3 separate regions of the Mus musculus genome follow, and all the other regions are linked to region 2. Evidence: chromatin contacts called from public HiChIP or PLAC-seq data. All regions are on one chromosome and are shown on one strand. The core of a region is the stretch at or near the end of the contact, and the rest is flanking DNA. Distances in the headings are between cores, read along the strand shown.

Region 1 (3,109 bases), core at 480-2,979, 210 kb before region 2:
AAGTACATCTTTAGCTCATACTGTGTGTGTGTGTGTGTGTGTGTGTGTGTGCGTGTGTGTTTTGTTTGTTGAGAAAATACTTTTTAATTAATATATTTTACAAATACACTGGAGAATCATGCAATGCTGCCTGCATTGGATAAAATTCTGGGCCACAGGCCTGCAGACTCCTTTATAACTGACCTGAGATAGCAGAACCTTTTATCTCCTCTTTATTGTATACTCTGACCCCTGCGTTATCTTTCAAAATAAAGCAACACCCTATCTTCTCTTCTGTATGACTTTCATTGTCACATGACTCCTGCTGGGTGAACCATTTTTTTCTTAGTTCTTGTTTGCCTTTCTTAACTGTGCCCACACCAGCAGCAGGAAGTGTTCAGCTGGCCCTTGATTCCCTTCACAGAGATGACATACGAATTTTTGGTTCCTGTAATGTCAGCAGAGTTGACCCAGGGAACTCCAGAATGTCACTCCAGGGGACCCACCCCATGTCCTTACTTCAACATCTTGAAGGCCTGGAAAGAGTCAGAAAGGAAGAAACGACAAGAGTCCCTAGTTATGAACTCCATACTTTGTATTCTTAATGGTGTCCTGGGTAGACTTACCAGATCTAGCAAATGAAAACACCACAGAGGATACTCTTATTTTAAAATACTGTCATCTGAAGTAGCCTACTACCAGGCTCCTACTGCCTTGTGAGTCCCAAGAACAAGGACCCAGAGCCTGTGACCTGCTCTCTGTAGGTGCTCAATAAACACAGAAGGGCTGTTAGAGTGTGTACTGGCTAGTTTTGTGTCAACTTGACACAGCTGGAGTTATCACAGAGAAAGGAGCTTCAGTTGAGGAAATGCCTCCATAAGATCCAACTGTAAGGCATTTTCTTAATTAGTGATCAAGGGGGAAAGGCCCCTTGTGGGTGGGACCATCTCTGGGCTGGTAGTCTTGGTTCTATAAGAGAGCAGGCTGAGCAAGCCAGTAAAGAACATCCCTCCATGGCTTCTGCATCAGCTCCTGCTTTCTGACCTGCTTGAGTTCCAGTCCTGACTTCCTTTGGTGATGAACAGCAACATGGAAGTGTAAGCCAAATAAACCCTTTCCTCCCCAACTTGCTTCTTGGTCATGATGTTTGTGCAGAAATAGAAACCCTGACTAAGACAGAGTAGCACTCTGGTACTGCAGTGTGGATGCCACACTTTGTATACACAACACCTACTGAGAGGATCCTGATATCTGTCACAGCTCTATATGTGTGTCACCTCTGACCCCACAGGATAAGAAAATAAGAGCAGAGGCTGGGGAAATGGCTGCATGGGCAAAATGCCAGCATGAGGACCTGAGTTCAGATCCCCCACACCAACCTAAAAAGCTTAGCATGGGGAACAGAGACAGGCAGATATCAGGACTCACTGGTCAGACTAGCCAATCGCTGAACTCCGTGTCCTGTGAGAGACTGTCTCAGAAACTAAGGTAGAGAGATACAGACGCCCAACATTAACCTCTGCCCTCTACACAAACACACAGGAACATGCCCCCCTCATACATAGCAGAAAAAGAAAAAGAGGAACATTTTAGTTGATGAGAGATGGAGTTATGTGGAAACTGGCATGTTCTCAGTCGTACACGCAGGACATAAATTAAAATGTCACTGGAGAGCACTTCCCTCTCTCTAAGAAGATGCCTCCTCCCAGACGCCCTGCCTGCCCCATTCCCACCTGGCAGGCTCTCCTAGCCTCTCCTCTGCTGGCACCGTGTAGCTGGGACCTGGGTGTTTGTTTCATGAGAGAGTGGCATAAAGGTTATAGCGAGACTGGATTTGGTGTCTAGCTCCTGCTGGTCTGGGGTCCTTGAAAGTTGGCATCAGCTCAGACACAAGTGACAAATGTTGGAGCAGCCACAGAGACCCAGGATCAGAGCTCCCATCTGAGCACCTCCCATAGCGGATGCTGGGGTTCACAACCACACCCCATATTGCTCTCCAGAGGGTGAGTAAGCCCTCAGGGCCCAGCCTCTTCCAGGACTGCAGATGGGGCCCTGGAGAGCACGAAGTTCAACCACCCCCAAATCCCATGAATAAACTCAGTCTTCACTCTGCTTCATGAAAGGAACTCTGTCCTGGACCGCCCTGGTCCCTGCAGCCCTCAACCTCAGAGGTTTGTGTTGCTGGAGGACCTTCTTTGAGCTCTGACAAGGACAAGGAAAGGCTCTGTAGGCAGTGTTTGACTTGTGGGTGGTTGTTTTTTTTTTTTTTTTTTTCTTTCATGGCTACAAACCATCGGCTGTTGAAAAATTTGAGTTTACTTGTGAATTGCCTGTCTGTGTTTGTGAGTGGAGGAAGGTAGGACTGAAAGGTTTCAAAACTGTTTTCAGTTTCTGTGTGAGTTTCTCCGGTGCTTAGCGTTTCATTGAGAATCCCATATTTATTTCTGTGCCATTACATCATTGTTTGGCGCATTTTATAACCTGAGGTGGAGAGAGCTGCCCTCCTTCTTGGCACTGGAGTCAGAGGATCACATCACATCACACCCAGCAGAATTTAGGACATGATCCTGAATGAGGTCCACTCAGCTCTGAAGAGGGACACAGAAACACTGTGTGTAACGGCGACGGAAATGAGTTCAAGGCGGAAATTCGCTTGTACATACTATTCCTTTGTACGCTAGAGAAACCTGTAATGGATTTCTTCCACAGATCAAAAACAAAATTAGATGTAAAATGCAACAAAGGGAAAAGAGAGGGCCAGTAAGATGGCTCAGTGGGTGAGGACGCAGACCTGAGGATCTGAGTTCAATCCCCGGATCCTCTCAACGGTGAGGAGAGAACAAAGTCCAGAAAATTGTGCTCTGGCCTCCAGACATGTGTCACGGCAGACATGCCCCCCACATACACATACGCACCTACATACACACACACATGCACACCCGCGTACACACACACCCCTACACAGACACACAGATATATACACACCTACACATATACCTACACTCATGTACACACACACACACTGACATATGACATTCTGAACATGTTGAAAATAACTAGCATTCCATTTCCTTGGTCCGCTGCTGCTTAGCTGGTCCTTTGAATGCGCTATCCTTGACAGCTGTGTGGG
Region 2 (3,068 bases), core at 31-2,530:
CTTTCAGCCCGAGTTGCCATCTCAGTTGAACCGTTCGTTTCGAGCTGCAGGCCGGCCGCAACAGGCATGTACCACAGCACCTGGCTTTTGCGTGGGTTCTGGGAGATGGGGCTCCAGCCACCATGCTTCCATTGTCCCAGCTGAGCCATCTCCTTCCCAATACTTTGGACTCTGTATCTATGTGTAAGTCTCTGCATTCCCCACAGCTTTCCAACCCCTGAAGCCAAGGAATCTTCCTTTCAGCCTCCCAAGTTACGGAGTCTTTAGGTGTGCACCACACCCAGTCATTCATTATTTACAGGGAACTATACAACCATATGGCCATTTTCCACACACACATAACACTGTCAACTCTTTCAATCATTCAACAAATGTTTATTGTGTGATTCCTAGGCACCAGGCCCTGTTTAGAATAAACCAGTAAACAACAAAAATGCATGCCTTTGTAAAAGCCATATGTTATCTCATGGATGCTAGTGACATTTCTGAGTTGCTAAGTTGTTCAAATAGCTACTTTTTGGTTCTTTATTTAAAGTATAAGAGGAAGGATGGCCAGATGGCTGAGTGGGTAAAGGTTCCTGCTACCAAGCCTAATCCTCAGGGCCCACACAGTGGAAAGAAAAAACTGAATTTGTAAAGAACTGATTCCCTTAAGTTGTTCTTTGACCTCCAAATGCACACACACACACACACACACACACACACACACACGAAAACAGAAAAACATGCCATCTTTAAAAGCCTTTATGTAGAGTATGTGTTTAGTGAAATGCTAATTGAGTTATCCTTCATTTTATTTTAATCTATGGACTTCATCAACCGCATCCAACCTTGACCTGGAATGATTTCAATTCCAAGTAGGGCTGCCAGATTTAGCAAATTAAAAACTCAGGTGTTAACTTCGACCTCAGATAAATAGTGAGACTCTTTAGTATAATTGCCCCACATATGTCAAGTAGCCAAAATACTTAGCATTTCTTACCAACCTGCCTCCAGGACTTGCAATGTCTTCACACATTTTCAGTTTTATAACTGGGGGAGGGTTGCTAGTCACATCTAGTAGGTAAAGGGCAGAGATGCTGTAAGCATCGTATGACACACAGGGCGGAGCCCACAACGAAGAGTTATCAGACACGAGGCTTGCTAAGGTTGAGAACCTCTGTCCTATCCCGTTACTGACAAAATAAAAGGGAGGAACCAAAATCACCTAAGGGTCCTCCTCCTGTCCCAGTACAGATTTAATCATTGTCAGAGCTGGAGGGATGGTTAACAGTAGTTAAGAGCACTTAAGCAGAGGACCTAAGTTTGATTTCTGGAACCCACACTGGATGGCTCACAAGTACCTGTAACTCCAGCCTCAAGGAGATCTGACACCCTACCCTCTTCCTACCTCTGCAGGTACTTGCACACACGTGACACACACTCATACAGATACACACACATACACAAAAAAAATCTTTCAGGGGCTAGAGATGGCTCAGTAGTTCACTACATGTTCAAGTCTGGATTTCTCTCACACTTAACAGTTCATCTCAGTTTGAACTAGCCCCATTTAAGTGTTTCTATTAAGGCCCATTGTTGATGAAGCCGGTGCCTATAGATTGTGGTATTGACTTAGGGAAATTGACATGGTTAGTCACAGGGACCAGGGGACTGAGGGGCAGCCATTGGTTTGCATGGGATTTCCTCTGCATGTCTGAGTTGTCCTGTTGTTCTCATACTTGGGAGATGGAAACGTAAAGGTCAGGAGTTTAAGGCTATCCTCTGATATCAAGCAAAGTTTGAGGCCGGCCTTGGCTCCCTGTCTCAAAGCAAATCAAATCAAAAAGAGTTTATCAGAGATGCAGGTGCTATAGCTTATGGTTTGCCTGGCATGCTAAGCCCTGGGTCAGGCTGCCCTCAACACTGCTAAGTAAACAATCAAATAAAAGTATTTTGTTTGTCTTACTTTCATTTCTGCTGCTGTGATTAGAAGACAAACAAAACCAAAAGCTGATTGTTAATATACAGGCATTCCACTGGCCTGCCCTCAGGGACCTAGCACCTTGCAACCTGTGTATGCTGCCTATGAAATGACCCACCCGACACTCAGTAGCTTTCTCTCTGTGTGTTCCCAGTGTCCCAGTGTCCCCTCTATTCTCTGCAGGTGCCCCCTACTCCTTTTCTCTCTGCCCTTCTCGTTGCTCTCATGGCTCTGCTCCCATCTGTCTGCCTGTCTACATGTCCACTCTGCCTCTACCCCTCTCCCAGGCCCTCACTGCTCTTCCTTCTCCCAATAAACCTCTTTTTTTTTTTTTTTTTTTTTTTTTGGTTTTTCAAGACAGGGTTTCTCTGTATAGCCCTGGCTGTCCTGGAGCTCACTTTGTAGACCAGGCTGGCCTCGAACTCAGAAATCCGCCTGCCTCTGCCTCCGGAGTGCTGGGATTAAAGGCGTGTGCCACCACGCCCGGCTCTTTTATACCAGATCTATTGCATGGTGTAATTTCCCAGGGGCACACCTTGGCACTGGGTCACCAAAGGGATCCTCCACCTCACCTATTATATTTCATAACATCTCCAGGGCTGGGATAGTCCCTCCTGGTGCTTGGGCTCCTCTTCATGGGTCTAAGCCACACAGGGATCCTATTTCCAGCCTCCTCACCACTTGCAACAGATCGGCTTTTTTTTTTTTTTTGTCCATCAATGGCTCAGCATCCCATTCACCAGTGACAATTAGGTAAGTTCACCCTTTGGTCTGTGTAAACATTTCCCCCGAGTCCTAGGAAGTATGTCCTGCATCCCTCTGGTACTCTGGGAAGCAGAAATAACCCCAGCCTCAGTCTTCAAGGCTACGGCTGGCCCTCTTCACCTGATCCTACCCCACCACCCTCGGGGCTGCAACCTGGCAGCCCCTCTTGGGCCCTACTGGCCTATTGCGCCCCTCTTCCTGCCCTCTTGTACCCGTTCCACGCTGGAGCTGCAGGTGAATCCCACAGCTCCTCTAAGCCCTCGTGGCTTTTGCAGCTCTGTTCCTCAACCCTTCCCTGTGGATGAGGCCCTACAACTAGAGCTTGGTTTTCTTCCTTGCC
Region 3 (3,072 bases), core at 249-2,748, 180 kb after region 2:
TATAGAATCAGGGATGTTTTGGGTTATAATATTTCTTTTCAGTATTTATATATGCCTGTCTCTGCGTGCCCATCCAAGTGGGTATCCTCCAAGGCCTGAAGAATGTGCTGCATCCCTTGGGTCTGGAGTTACTGACAGCTGTGAGCTGAGTGACTTGGATACAGGGGATGGAGCTCAGGTCCTCTACAGGAGCTGAATCAGGCCCCTCGACCAGTGTGCTACTGGCCTCGCCCCAGCTGTCGCACTCATTTGTCATCAGTGTGCTTTGAGAGGAGGAAACATTTTGGCTCATAATTTCACTCAGTGTTCAGCTGGCTCCATTGAACTGTACTGAGGCAGGGCATCATGGCAGAGGGGATGTGGTAGACAAGAGATGTTCACCTCATGGCAACTGGGAAGCAGAAAGAGGCAGACAAGAAGGGGCTTGCTATGGTTTGTCTATGCTCAGCCCAGGGAGTGGCACTATTAGAAGGTGTGGCCCTGTTGGAGTAGGTGTGTCACTGTGGGTGTGGGCTTTAAGACTCTCATCCTAGCTGTCTGGAAGTCAGTAATCTACTAGCAGCCTTCAGATGAAGATGTAGAACTCCCAGCTCCTCCTGCACCATGTCTGCCATACTCCCACCTTGATGATAATGGACGGAACCTCTGAACCTGTAAGCCAGCTCCCCAAGATGTTGTCCTTTTATAAGACTTGCCATGGTCATGGTGTCTGTTCACAGAAGTAAAACCCTGACTAAGACAGGCTAGGGACTGGACTTGTTCTTTGAAGACAGAACCCCCACATTCTCCAACCACATCCTACCTTCTATTAATCTATTCCTCACAGACTTCTCAGTGGATTAACCCATCCATGAAGTTGGTACCCTCATTATAGACCTTTCAATGGCACCACCAGGCAAAGAGCAACACAAATATATATATATATATATTCCATTTTTCTCTTGGTGGACACCTAAGTTGTTTCCAACCTTGATAATTATAGGCAAAGCTTCAGTGTACTTTAATGCCCTAATCTTTGGACAGACATCTCTTGGAATGGGATATATATATATTTCCAAGATGACTGAACCATTTTTATACTCCTGTTGTTAGGGTCTGTGATTCGCTGAAGAAAGACCCCAGACTTCATTAGTATGCAAAAGCAAAGAGTGTTTATTCAGTTGAATTTTCTACATGCAGGGGTTTCCCCATTCAGGAATGGAGACCCATGGTGGACTCACAGGCCCAACTTGTCAGATGTTGTCAGCTAGGGGAATTCCAGGGAGGGACGTGTACTCCTTTACCTTGATTGCTTAGCTCTATCTCTAGGGTCTGATTGATTCTATAATTGGTTAGGCTCTGGAGACTTCCCAGGGGGTCGCTTACTCACTCTAGCTATCTATTCCTACTTCAGGCCAGATGACAGGGTGTCCTCGGATTGACTGCCTGCAGCTGTGGCTGGCTGACCACAGGTTCCTGGATCCAGGTTCTCATTTCTAGGAAACAGAAACTTAGGCCTAAGTCTCCCAAACTGTCAGTGTGCAGCCCTGTCATGGAGTCAGCCTGGCTCTGGCTGACTCAGTCCTCTATCAGCAGTAAACAATAATCCTTTGTTTCACATCCTCACCGATAGTTGATATAGCCCATATTTTAAATTGTGGACATTCCAATAGGTGGGTAGTAATAAGTTATCAGAGTTGTTATTTGCATTTCCTTAATGACTGATGGTGTTGAATTTCTTCTCTTGTGCTTATTCTTTATACTTATGTCGTCTTTGGTGAAAGTCTGCTTAAATCATTGGCACATTAGTGTTGGCTTGTTTCCTTATTAAGTACTGGGAACTATTTGGGTTGGATAATGAGTCTTAGATCCTATGTATTATTTAAAAATGTTTGCTCCAGCTTGTGATGTTTCTTGTCTTACTAGGACTTTGACGGCTGGGGGGTGGGGTGGGGGGTGGGAGGGGGGTTGGGGTGGGAGGGGGTGGGGGGGTGGCTCAGCAGGTTAAGCACTTGCTTGCCCATGCCTGAGAACTGGTATTCAGATCTCCAGAAGCCATGTAGATATCAGGTATGCATGGCAGCCTGTCAGTAATCCCAGAGCTGAGAAGGCAGAGACAGCGGGCCCACAGGTGAAGCTGGTTATTAGACCAGTGCAATCAGTCAGGTCGAGACTCTTCCTCGGTGGGTAAAAGTGGGAGAGTGAACAGGGACACCACCAGATGTCAACCTCGGGATGCCACACATTCACATTCACACATAACCCACACAAACACGTGTCCACACACGTGAGAAAGCATGGTCAGACATGTGTGTCATACATACATATCGTGTCACACATACGTATACATACAAAAATGCCCCCCCCCCAAGGGTACCTTGAGAGATAAGAGGTTCTTAGCTTGGATGGTGATCTAGCCTTTGTTTTATGAATCTTGCTTTTTGTGTTACTTTAAAGGAAAAGTTCTGCCTTACAGCATCAAAAAGATTTTTCTCTCATGTTGTCTTCTAGATGTTAAATAGTTTTAGGCTCTACTCTCAGGTTTATTATCCACTTTGAGTTAAAAAAAATTTTTAAAGAAATCTGTGTTTCCAGGTATGATTCCTATTTGGCATCTATGTTATCTGAGTATTGTGGTGCCCTCTGTTAAAAAGGCTGTCATTTATCAAGAGGCTTTGTCATCTTTGCTGAAACATCTATTGAACATGTATGTGTTGGTCTGAGCCTTTTCCAGGTAGATCTATTGGTCAACATGATCACCATTACCAATCTTCATGATTTTTATCATAAATTTTATAATCTCATAGTGGAAACCCTCAAAATTTGTTTTTAAAGGTTATACCAGAACTTTTGTTATACCATATGAAACTTTAGTTTACCAATCTCTTCAACAGATGTTGAGTTTTTTATTTGGATTACATTTTAACTATTGATCAGTGGCTGGAGAGTTGACCCCTTAACCACTTTGTATCTTTTTTTTTTTTAAGATTTATTTATTATATGTAAGTATACTGTAGCTGTCTTCAGACACACCAGAAGCGGGTGTCAGATCTCATTATGGGTGTTTGTGAGCCACCATGTGGTTGCTGGGAT

Evidence for each region. HiChIP or PLAC-seq counts read pairs in DNA pulled down with a chosen protein or histone mark.
Region 1: a FOXA1 HiChIP or PLAC-seq map of pancreatic cancer cells shows a contact between it and region 2. The contact joins two enhancer-like sites.
Region 3: a FOXA1 HiChIP or PLAC-seq map of pancreatic cancer cells shows a contact between it and region 2. The contact joins two enhancer-like sites. A contact is called at or near these places in 1 of 115 datasets of contacts at active chromatin or transcription factors (pancreatic cancer cells) and 2 of 9 other capture datasets (adipose tissue and pancreatic islet).

The regions. Positions count from the first base shown.
Region 1 is chr1:156,733,156-156,736,264 of GRCm38.p6, reverse strand. No RefSeq gene overlaps it. Among named protein-coding and RNA genes, the nearest start is that of Gm39683, 9.7 kb to the left of the region's middle. Within about 2 kb of position 1,729, at least 36 of the 459 cell types and tissues checked have an H3K27ac peak or open chromatin away from gene starts, as enhancers often do. A contact at or near this core is called in pancreatic cancer cells, where this site is marked.
Region 2 is chr1:156,519,138-156,522,205 of GRCm38.p6, reverse strand. No RefSeq gene overlaps it. Among named protein-coding and RNA genes, the nearest start is that of Abl2, 38 kb to the left of the region's middle. Within about 2 kb of position 1,280, at least 27 of the 459 cell types and tissues checked have an H3K27ac peak or open chromatin away from gene starts, as enhancers often do. A contact at or near this core is called in pancreatic cancer cells, where this site is marked.
Region 3 is chr1:156,343,002-156,346,073 of GRCm38.p6, reverse strand. All of the region lies in intron 20 of Axdnd1 (axonemal dynein light chain domain containing 1), which reads left to right. Among named protein-coding and RNA genes, the nearest start is that of Nphs2, 34 kb to the right of the region's middle. Within about 2 kb of position 1,498, at least 19 of the 459 cell types and tissues checked have an H3K27ac peak or open chromatin away from gene starts, as enhancers often do. A contact at or near this core is called in pancreatic cancer cells, where this site is marked.